2 separate regions of the Mus musculus genome follow, and region 2 is linked to region 1. Evidence: chromatin contacts called from public promoter capture Hi-C data. All regions are on one chromosome and are shown on one strand. Each heading gives the region's core, a stretch centred on a gene start, on an enhancer-like site or on the middle of the called end of the contact. The rest is flanking DNA. Distances are from core to core; before and after follow the strand shown.

What was found. Promoter capture Hi-C pulls out the DNA fragments that hold promoters and counts their contacts.
Region 2: a contact with region 1 is called in a promoter capture Hi-C map of pre-B cells, with 5 times the contacts expected there. The contact joins the promoter of Spata5 here to the promoter of Acad9 in region 1. A contact is called at or near these places in 3 of 39 promoter capture datasets (hippocampal neurons, liver and pre-B cells).

The regions. Positions count from the first base shown.
Region 1 is chr3:36,062,955-36,068,746 of GRCm38.p6, forward strand. It overlaps Acad9 (acyl-Coenzyme A dehydrogenase family, member 9), which reads left to right and starts at 3,025. Exons shown (of 18, transcript NM_172678.4): 1 at 3,025-3,316. The coding sequence starts at 3,155.
Region 2 is chr3:37,417,648-37,423,439 of GRCm38.p6, forward strand. It overlaps Spata5 (spermatogenesis associated 5), which reads left to right and starts at 2,303. Exons shown (of 16, transcript NM_001163511.2): 1 at 2,303-2,853. The coding sequence starts at 2,694. Nudt6 (nudix (nucleoside diphosphate linked moiety X)-type motif 6) reads right to left here and starts at 1,949. Exons shown (of 5, transcript NM_001291044.1): 1 at 1,695-1,949. The coding sequence starts at 1,923.

The sequences.
Region 1 (5,792 bases), core at 1,775-4,274:
CTCTCTCCTCCCATTTGAATCCACCCCATTTCTGTCTTTCATTAAAAAGAAGAGGCTTCTATACCCCATTTTTTGATTGGATTGTTTGGGTTTTTTTGTGATTAACTTCTTGAGTTATTTATATATTTTGGACATTAGCCCTTTATCAGATGTGGAGTTAGTGAAGATTTTTTTTCCCAATCTTTAGGTTCCTGATTTGTCTTATTGACCATAAGAAGCTTTCCTTATAGAAGCTTATAGAAGCTTTGACTTATAGAAACATTCCAGTTTCATGAGGTCCCATTTATCAATGACTTTACAGGGCATAGTTCTTTTTGTATCTTCTATCCTCTCTGGCTCTTACACGCTTTATGTTTCCTCTTCTGCAGATTCTCCTGAGCTCTGAAGGGGGGAGGGGCTAATAGAGAAATCACATTTAGAGCTGAGTGTTCCAAGGTCTTTCTCTGCATAATATCTGGCTGTGCATCCCTGTGTTTATTCCCATATACTGCAGGAGGAAGTTTTTCTGATGATGGCTGAATAAGGCACTGATCTATGAGCTTGGCAGAATATCAGTAGGAGTCATTTTATTAGTACTGTGTTTTAAGATCTGTGGTATTTGATTTTACCATAGGTCTCTAGGCTATCTAGTCTCTGATTCTTGGGCAACCAAGCAGTGTTGGGTATGGGTTCTACCTCATAGAGTGGGCCTTGTTCAAATCAGACATTGGTTTGCTACTCCTACTAGTTTGTGCGACCATTGGCTTAGCATATTTTGCAAGGAAGATAACACTGTAGATCAAAGGTTTTGTGGCTATGTTGTTGTATGTGTTTCTCTTTTGGTAGCCTGCAGAGTAACTTTCCATACTCAAGACTTTAGAACATAGGGGTGAAGGTTCTATATTGGCATCCACTAGACCTCCCCAAGTGTGGGTGTTGTCTTCAGCAATGGACTCTTTTTGTCAGTTTGCAGAGAGCAAACTATTGTATTGGCAACAGCCTGGGGTGTTTGGAGCATTTCCATGGAAGCTCTTTGGCCAACAACTCAATTGGGTATAACCCAGGCTTGCTACTGGAAGCTCTGTTTGGTAACGAGAGATGGAGAGTTACCTCCCCATTTTTGGAGACATCATTAAAATCACTTTCATGTATTTTAGTTAGTTCCCACTACATTAGGTGATTTATTCCATGTTCTATTGCTGTGAAGAGACATTGTGATCAAGGTGACTCTTAAGAAAGAAAGCAACACTGGCAGGACACATTCGTGTGAACGGGACTCCTGGGTCACCTGGAGATCTCAGATCGATGGAACAGAGGCTACAGTACTGACGCTAACCTTTCAAGAGGCAGTCTGTGGGCTAGCAAGACGGCTTAGTGAGTGAAGTCGCTTGCCACAAAGCCTGGAGATCCGGGTCCAATACTTGAGAAGCTATCTTCTGACCTCCACACATGTGCCTAGTATACTCTTTCTCTTACACAGATAGATAGATAGATAGATAGATAGATAGATAGATAGATAGATAGATATTTTTTAAGAGGCAGTCTACTAAGATTCAGACTAAGTTAGGGCAAGTAGTTCCTTGGCTCCCATGACTAAAAGGTGGCCTCAATAGCCTGTGAGACACTGACTCAACTGATGCCATCTTAGAGACACCATTTTGACCTTAGAACTCAGTACATAGGCAACAACAATCTGCCAAAACCCTAACCTGCCAAAATAGGAACAAAGACCTAATTCATCAAAGACCTAGTTTATAGTGCCAGGACCTGGGAAAGTCCCTAAACATATTAACCTTGCTTTTTGGCTTCTGTAGTTTCACTTCTCGCTAACTGTTCTTACTTGCTTTTTGTGCATAAAAGGAAAAGAATAGTGAGGCTCTGGGCTACATAGTTTGGGAAGTTCCTTATGCAGTCCCCAGTGGGGCATAAATGCTTTCTATTGGTGTTAAAACTGCATGTATTTTCTGAAGGAGTCATCTTGTAACAGTTGATGCCACACTGGTTCCCTCAGGACAACCTGCCTAGAAATAAAGACAACAGACATATGAATAAACCCTGATGTGAGAGCTGGACCAGTTGGACCAGGCCCTGCCTTGGCTTACTTCCTCAACATAAGATTCATTTTAAAAAAAACAAACAAGGGCTGGAAAGATGGCTCAGCGGTTAAGAGCATTGACTGCTCTTCCAGAGGCCTTGAGTTCAATTCTCAGCAACCACATGGTGGCTCACAACCATCTGTAATGGGATTCATTGCCCTCTTCTGGTGTGTCTGTAGACAGCAATGGTATACTCACATACATAAAATAAATAAATCATAAAAAGAAACAAACAAACAAACATGGTGTTTATAGTTTCATAGGGTAGGTCACCGAGCCAAGGGAAATGCCTTGCCCTGGGAGTGGTGAAGAAAGCAAGTGTCTGAAGACTGTGGCCAATAGGGGCCAGACTAGGGGGGTGCACAACACAGGGAGTGGTAGATTCAAGAAAGGAGGAAACAGCATGCTCTTAGTGCTTCATGCAGTCTCCCATACAAAATGATACCACGCCACTCACATATTTAAGAGAATTAGGCAGAAGTGGGTTAGTAAAATAGGTCCCTTGTCATTTTGTTATACCCATTTAGCAATATTCTAAGTCCTACATTAAGTGAGATGAGAATAACAAAAGTTGTACTTCTAGGTTTATTTGATGAAATCTAATCTGCTCTTTAGAGGATGTGCTGAGAATAGCACACAGGCACAAGAGCTGTGTTTGGGAGCCTGGGTGGTAGTTTTGCAGCTTGACTTTTGAGTATTTTCGTTTTCTTACTGGCAAAAGTATAACAAGAAAGAACACACACACACACACACACACACACACACACACACACACACACACACACTTACTTCCTAGCCTGTTCGGATGAATTTTAAAAAACTACAATTTCTAAATTACATACTCAGACATTACATACAGCAATGCTTGGCGTAGGAGACATTTATTAAACATATTCTGGAACGACCTGTCCAATAGCCTCGCTCAAGGCGGCGCAGCCCTTGCGTCATCAGGAAGTGCGAGCTAGCTTCCGGTTGCAGCGGTGCAGGGTGAGACTTTGGATGCCCGGACGCGGGTGATTGGCGTCATTGGGAGGAGCGGCGGGGCTTCCAGCGACTTGAAGTCTGAAGTCAGGAGCAGCATGTCTGGCTGTGTGCTGCTCTCGCGTGGGGCGACTGCGGCGGCGGCTGCGGCGCGAGCTTCCCGGGTGCTGAGGGAATTCACGGCGAGGCGCCGCCCGCTGCACACCAGCCTGCAGAGCTGCTCGTTCGCCAAGGAGCTCTTCCTGGGCAACATCGAGCAGGTAGGAGGCGAGGCCGGACTGCCCGTGTCCTCTGCTCCCACCTTTCATTCTGGCCAGAGTTGCATGGAACGTTATCCGAGCCCGTAGAAGCCAAACATCCGAGAGGCTGGGCTCGGCGATGTGGCTTAAGTCGTGTCACAGTGGTTTTTGTTTTGGGGCAGGGTCTCATTCAGTAGTAGCCCAGGCTGTCTTTGGACTCGCTCTGTAGCTAGGCATGCCTTGAATACGTGGTCCTCTTGCCTCGGTCCTCAGAGTTGCCCATCCAGCTATTTCTTGTCTTGGAAGTTTGTCTCGTATTGTCTGACTTTATTAAAGTAGAAGTCAACACTTGGGCTGAGTGGCTGCCCTGGTGCAACGTTCAAAGCTAGAACTTTGAAGTGTGGGGACCCTTTTGCCCACATTCTGGCGCAGAGGGTGCCGAGGGACTTGGATTCTTGTGCTTTTCCAAGGCAGGAGGAAGAGCGCAGCCATCATGTATCCCCTTCAGTCTTTAAATCTACCCTTCATCACCCGTGAGCTTTGCTGCCAGTTTTCCATTTCTGTATTTAGTGAGAGTCCCAGTGGTCAGCTCTCCTCCAGATGGTATCTACTTTCTATACTGTTGTGAGCTGTATACCCCTAGCAAAGGCTGGCCTGGTGATTAGAACTCAGCTTTCTCACTATTCAAGGATAATTCTGCATCTTGGACCTGTGCCCTCAGGCTTTGGCCCAGTGGCCAGTGGTTTTCTCCACATTGCTCACTTCTCATTCCCATTCCTACCCCACCCACCATTAGTAACTAATGCAGATATGTACTTAATGTTTGTTCTGAATGCATGTTAGGCCTCAGGTTTCTGAAAAAAAAATTCTTTTCTTTGTATCTCTTTTGTTAGTTCCTTGGTTTCTCAACCTGTAGACCTTGGCCAGTGTCTCTGGTAGCCCAGTTGAAGTCAGAGGCAGTGTCGTTGTTGTTTGTGTTGTTTTGTTCTTCTTCTTTTTAATGTGGAGGTGGCAGGTGTATTGATTGCTTGCTTTTGAGACAGTCTCACTGAGACTTTCTGCCTCTGCCTTCCTTCATGAGAGCTAGATTGAAATTGTATGCCACACCTAGCAATGCTGAATTTTTCTAAAGTTTAAGCCTGTGGGCCTCTCTTTTTATTATGGTCAGCCCCTTGATGACCTAATTCAGTGCCCTAGCTTTAAATGACAACTCTATTCTTACGACTCAGATTTATTTTTTCAACTTGAGTTCTTCCCCTAACTCCAGACTTAGTCTACCTTTCTGCTCTATATCTCCTCTTAGATGTCTAATAAGCATCTTTAATAAGCATATATGATAACCTCTCCTGGATCCCACCCAGTTCTGCTTCTCCCAACAGCCCGTTTACAATAGATAATGGCTACTCTGTGATTCAACTTTTTCAATACATTCTCCAGTGACACCTTTGATTCGTCTTGTTCTCATTGAATCCTATAGTAAGTAAATCTTTGTTTATCTTCAAGTTACATTCATATCTGACCACTTCTAACTTCACTGCTACTTCCTGGATTGAGCAAACACCAGCTCTCGGAGCATTTCTGGGCCTTGACTAGGACAATGGCAGTGGTACTTAAGCGTCTGAGGGTAGAGAGTAGCCGAGTTATCCATGCCAGTGGCTGACATATACACTTACTTGGACCCGAGTCTGTCCCAGGGGCAAGTGGGAGGATGAATGGGTGAGGCTTGTGTGGCACTGGCAGACTTAGTTACAGCCCCTGGCTTATATAATTGGCTTCTGCAGTAGGATTACCTGAATAACAGGTTCTTTTGCTTTATCAGCTTAAAAGATGCTAATTGTTATTTCACTCCTCACCCACACGGCGCCTCATTCAGTTTTTGTCACTTTTAACTAGAGGATATTTTCCTTCTAGCCTCCAGTATCCACCCCCCCCCCCTGATATTTTTTGTTTTAGGTTTTTGGGTTTTGTTCTGTTTTGGAAGATTGTATTTGAGTTGTTGTTTTTGAGACTGGGTCGTGATGTGTAGTCTTGGCTGGCATGGAGCGTGCTATGTAGACCAGGCTGGCTTGAACTCACAGGAGTCCACTGGCCTCTGCCTTCCAAGTGCTGGGATTAAAGGTGTGCCTCATTGTGCCTGGACTCCTGAAGTCTTTACCCTTTTAAGTATGTCTGAATACCAGTTATTTGCCAGGTTGCCTGTTTTGCCTAGTTTGCCCACTGGGATCGACATCACTTTTCTCCCACACAGCCCTTTGACCCAGACTAGGTGACAGGCAAGACTGTGAAGGTGATGGAGTAGGAGTGGTCTGAGCCTCCATGAGTGAGCAGCCTTGTTCTAAGAGGCTCAGAGGGCCAACAGGAACTATGCTCCCTGTTAGTCTGCCTCAGCAGTGGAGTGAGTGCTGGTGGATGGCAGCATATTCTTTAAGTCACTTGTCTCTTGGATAGAGAGAGACCCATGGACCTCTTGTCCTTGGGCCAGAGAGGAGCAAATAGA
Region 2 (5,792 bases), core at 1,053-3,552, 1.4 Mb after region 1:
TTCCTAACTACTGCTCATGCGCTACTATTATGTGAGCTTAAGGCCATATGATGTCTGTGTGATTTATTAGAACATACCATGTTCTAATACTAGACAGCATCTACTAACTAGTTTTCTAATGCTAGTTAAGATGTCATGGATTTGCAATTCTAGAAGCAGGGGTATTTCACTGCCAGGGCAAACTCTATGTGATTCCAGGCAAGGTAATTACCTCTGTAATCCTGGAAGCGAGGCAGGGGTGGGTCATGAGTTTGTAGTCAGCTTGAGCTATCTATAACATTTACCTATCTCAAAATCCCTCTGCCAAGGAAGTATTCTATGTAGGGCTAAGTATACTATAATCCTACTATCTGAGTTATGTAAAAGCAGTGGTAAATAGTGACCTTCATATGCAATATGCTTTAACAGCCTTTACTAACTCATTACAGACAACATCTAATCTCCTTAAAGAGACATCGAATCAGGCTTTCTCCTCAGATAAGCTCCTGTTTACAGGAACTGCCAACTAGTTTGGTTTAATTCCATCACAACAGAACTATTGGAAGCTCAAGAACAGTGTGAAGAAAGCAAAGACCAGAGCCAGAGGGAGGTACCCGTTGTCTCTGGGCCTTGGCACCATCATCCTTCAACTGGGCAGAGCATGTACTTCCAGGTTATGGAGATGAGATACATTCCTAGTTGTTAGATTCTTAAAACAATGTCTAATACTTGATAATGACAGTGAAATGTTTTATTAAAGGGGTCTCATTCAGCGTGTCTTTGATCACACTTATCCAGTATTCAGAGCTGGCTAGCATTAGAAGTCTTTTTAGTGGTCATTTGATTAATGAATACCTGGAAAAGTTCGTAACACAATCTTGAACTCGAACCTTGGACTTGTTTCAAGATCCAATACACTTCTGGAGTGGTGCTTAGATTATCATCTCCCACTGGGAAAAACTATCTAAGTATGGCAAATGCCTGTGCCCATCCATATACGTGCACATATCAGAGGATGAACTGATTCGATTCTCCTACTGGTGAAAGTGTTGAAGTCTAAGCACTTATAAGCAGGAGAGATGATGTTAAATAGCCTTGTTTGAAGATTAAACAGCATTAGAGTCGCTAACTTGCCGTGTTTGTTGCTCACAGAATAAAGATCATTTGTGGTTTCCTGGTTATGTGAAAGGATCTTTTCCATTCCATGCTAAATTTCCATGCTATGCCTTCAGTTTGAAAAACAGGCTGTTCTAACAAATCAGACACTTATCCCAAAGTGAGGGGGACTCCTTCACACAAGCATCCTTTCAGATAACTGGGTTCACCGTTCAAAGCCAGTGATGTACCAGTGATGTGTTCCTACTGAAAACTGCAAAGCTCTGTGGGTAGATGCAAGCACTGGCACCCATCCCGGTTAGGAAACCGTTTTGCTTGGCAAAGCATGTGGCAGAATCCAAGTAGCAGCAAAACTAAGGTTGCAAGGTAGCACACAGTGAGGCTGTCAGTGTTTACTAAGAGTTAAAGGCGTGGCCGACACCGTGCTAGGCGCTGCGAATCCCGTGTCAGTCTCAGGGGCAAGCATTCAGGGTTCGGGCCGGGACGTGGCTGAGGGCACTTCCAGGTCACAGCGAGAGGACCGCTGGGTGTCCTTTCAGCTTTCACCTCAGAGCCCACACGCTCCGCCCTGGTTTCCGGGGCCCGAGACCCGCACTTGCCCTGCAAGAGCCTCCGGAAGGCGGCGGCATCCAGCCCGTGCAACGTATGGTGCCGCGACAAGTGCACCGAGACGCCCCCAAATCTGTCCAGCTCGCCTTGTAGCTCGGCCCCGCAGGAGCCCGGGGTCTCCAGGCCGCCCGAGGCTGTGCGCCGCCCCGGCCGGAGCCTGGCTCCGCCCGCGTAAAGCAATGTGGAGAACCAGTAGCGGGTCCTCCTCACCCACCACATGGCTGCACCTAGCCTTTCCGTTCTCCCCTTCCCGCCCCGCCCACATCGCCTGACGTAGCATCTCTTCCCTGTCGCACGCCCCGCCCCTTCCAGCCCTGCCCGGTCTACCACGCCAGACGTAGCCTGGTCTCATCCTGGGCGCACGCCCCGCCCCTTCCCGCCCCGCCCACATCGCCTGACGTAGCCTTGTCTCCTCCAGGGAGCACGCCCCGCCCCTTCCCGCCCCACTCTCGTGACCCCGTGCAACCTCACCTCTTTCCGGCGATCGCCCCGCCCCATCTCGCGGCGAACACTCTCAGGCCTCTTCCGGAGCTCGCTCCGCCCCTTTTCGCTGGGAGGAGGGCCGACCGTAAACTCTCGAAACGTGTCTCCACCCGCTAAGCTTGAGCTGGACTTGCCATTTGGTAGAGCTTAGTGGAGCTGACTGTCCTCGACGGGTCTGGAACAGAGAGGAGAAACTTTCGGATTTTGTTGTTGTTACTTTAAGCCCAACCACATTCGCTTCGGGACTAGGCAAAGCAGCGGAACAGCCGAAGTCCACTTTTCAAGGGTTCATAACGTCAACGGCGGTGCCTACGCCTAGCCCTTCTTTCTTTCCGAAACGGTGTCTTGCGAGACCCTCGCTCTCCGCCTCCGCCTCGTGGGTGGCGCTTCTACGCGGAGCATTACGGCGTGCGCGCCGCGCCGCTGACCTCTGACCCGGAAGTTTGATCCCCGTGCCGCGCACGTTGAGCCGGCTCGGGGCTGCTTTTCTCCGACAGCCTGCGGTCATGTCTTCCAAGAAGAACCGAAAGCGGCAGAAGGAGGGCGCGGAGGGCGCCTCGCCCTCGCTCTCTGCGGCTCCGTCCCGCTCAGGGACCTCGACTCCTTTCGCCCAGCCGAGCCCGGCGGCGCCGGGGATGCTGGTGGTGACCAACTTCCTTGAGAAAGGTGAGGAAAGCGCGGGCAGCCGCGGGGCTGAGGCGCCTGAGGGGAGCGCGGCGTGTGGAGGTGGGCGTGACGCGGGAGCCCGCGGACCGCCAGGCGGCCCGGCCCGAGGCGCCCGCCCGGCCCTCTTTGCAAAAAGTTGAGGATTGCCTTTTTACTTTTTCCTCTTTCATACGTACTTCGGGAGCACTGGCGATGGCGTACGCCACGGGACCTTGACTAGCAACCCTCGAGGTGGCCTTGGCTCCTTGGAGACTCACTGTCCAGTCAGCCCGGCAAAAACGGTTCTTACCTAGTGAGCCTAGCCTGCGCTCAAACGCTAACTTGTGACGATGAACGCGTACTGCCTAACAGCGCTCTGGCTGTAGGGACAACGGCAGCGTTTAGTTACTGCTGTTGACTAGTCGCACCCTGGTGTTAGTCCTAAGTTATCCCGTCACGTGTGCCGCTCCTCTGGTTTTTCACAGAAACTGTGGTCAAAATGAGTACGGAAAGGTCAGGTCCCCATCTCACAGATCAGAAAAGGCTAACGGAGTCGCATATCAGGTACCCAGGCACCAGTGGCTGGCAGAGTCCGTGTTGGAGTACAGGTCTCTTTGATTCCGGAGCTGTTTGTCTGAGATGAGTTTTGTTGGCTTGGTGAATGGACAGACTTCACGTCTGAAAAATGAGCTACTTGGTAAACCTTTTAGCTTGTATGATGTGTAGTGGTTCTGAAAAGTGGAGCAGACTGACGAGGGACATAGTTTTTTTTGTGTGTCCAGAAAGATTGTCAAGACTGTCTTAGCATTAGCACAGTGTTTAATCTGCCTTAGCAATCAGGATACAGCTTGTTCTGTTCTGCAGATTCAACAGCTTTTCAAGTAGTTCCTTCCCACTGTCATTTACACATGTCAATTCTCTACTGCCTTACACCACTGGAAAGGTTTCACAGTGTCTTCCCGCCACCCCCCTCTCTCTGTACCTTTTAATTGTCTACTCACTAAATGGAGTGTTCTCTGCATGCTTGTCAGTCACATACCACAATTTCCATGCCATGGTCTCTTGGGCACTGCTTTGTAATGGTCACAGATAGTCTCCGTGTTGTCAAATCCAGTGGCTGGTTTTCATTACTCGCCTTTTGACTCTGTAGCCTTTGCCAGTGTTAATCTTTTCTTCCTCAAAACATCTTCCTACTTATTTTATTTACCGTTACACTTTCCTAGTTTTTCTCCATGTGCATTGGCAGTTATTTTCTCTATTCCATCTGATTCTGAAATACTGAAGTTTCTCAAGTTTAAGTCTGATACCCTCTTTCTTCTCTAAATATTCTTTAAGGCAAGAATATCCAAAACTAAGTTTCCCATTTATATTCTCATCAATTTTGATTTTATTTTTGTACAGCATACTATTTTTGAGTCTTAAGTTGTGCTTTATGTCATGATTTCTCAAACATTTTATGTAGCAAAGTTAAAAATGTTCAGTAGGTCACAGATTGACACTTTAATAAGATAGTGTAATTAGAAAAAGTTTAAAAAGCAGAATAATGAAATTTATTGGGTTCACAGACACAAACTTTTGTCTGCTTGCAGTAAAAGTTTCTAAGTGATTTTTTTCGTACTTAACCTTACTATGAACTAGTAACAAGTAGTTTGTACGTTATATTTTGAATAGCATTGTCCATTACCTCTTCCCTTAATTTCAGTCACTTAATCAACTTCCTAAGCTGTTGTCTTCTTCCAGTAATGCAAGCTTTAATCCTTACAAAATTCAGAAACCTAGGAGTCAGGCATAATGCCACCCATTCTCTCCTCAGTGTCTGTTCCGTTGCTGATGTCATCCAGATAGTCTCTGTGTTCCTCTTCCTAGCACTCCTGCTGCTTCTCAACAACTCAAACAGCATCATCTCCCACCTAATAGCATTGTCCATTACCTCTTCCCTTAATTTCAGTCACTTAATCAACTTCCTAAGCCGTTGTCTTCTTCCAGTAATGCAAGCTTTAATCCTTACAAATTTCAGAAACCTGTTCTCTTACTCTTTTTCTACTTTATAGTTAGCATGTTTTTTAAAATAAAAATTTGTCATGGTCCTACTATTAATCCCTATGGGCTTCCATTGCTGTCAGGGTTATGACCAGTATCTTGATGCTGCCACAGATGGTTTTGGCCTTCCTTAAGCAACCTTCTTAGTCTTTGAAGGATGCATCATGCTCCTGTCTATCCTCAGCATTTCTGTATGCGTTTTTTTTTTCTGTTGAGAAATACAAATTCTCTTCCTATTTAGTTATTTTTTCATCTTCCTCCATACCTGAATGTTAGCAGTACTTTTTTGAATAGCAGTTTCTAATTCTTCCAAATTAGGTCAGATTACACATAATAGGCTTTGCTAGGTCCCTCAGTATTCTATTATTGTATAATTATAGTTTGTCACTATACAGTTATTCTGTACTCATTTAATAATTCATCCTGTTAGATTATAAAACTCCATGAGGTGATAGAGCAAGGGTGGATGGTTGATTGAAATTGATTTTATGGGCTAGTGAAATGATTTAGTAGGTAAAGATTTTAAGGACTAGAGTTCAGCTATCAGCCATGTAAAAAGCTAGGTGTGGGAGCTAGAGAGATAGTTCAGTGGGTAAAAGGACCTGTGTTTGAATCCCCAGAACCCATGAGAAAAACAAAGTATGGCAGTATATCTTGTAACTAAATAATTGGGGCTAGAGAGCTCACTGGCCCAGATTAGCCAAAAGCTATCAAACTTCTTTCTGATTAAGTAAGAGACCCTGTCTCAACACATTAAACACAGAGCTATGGTGTGGTACATACTTGTAATGTATGGGGAGACTGTCCTAGTTTTCGTTCCATTGCTGCAATCAAATACCTGCAAAAGCAGCTTAAGGGAGAATGGGTTTGTTATGGCTCATAATTCCAGGTTGTAGTTCATCATCAAAGGAAGTCACAGT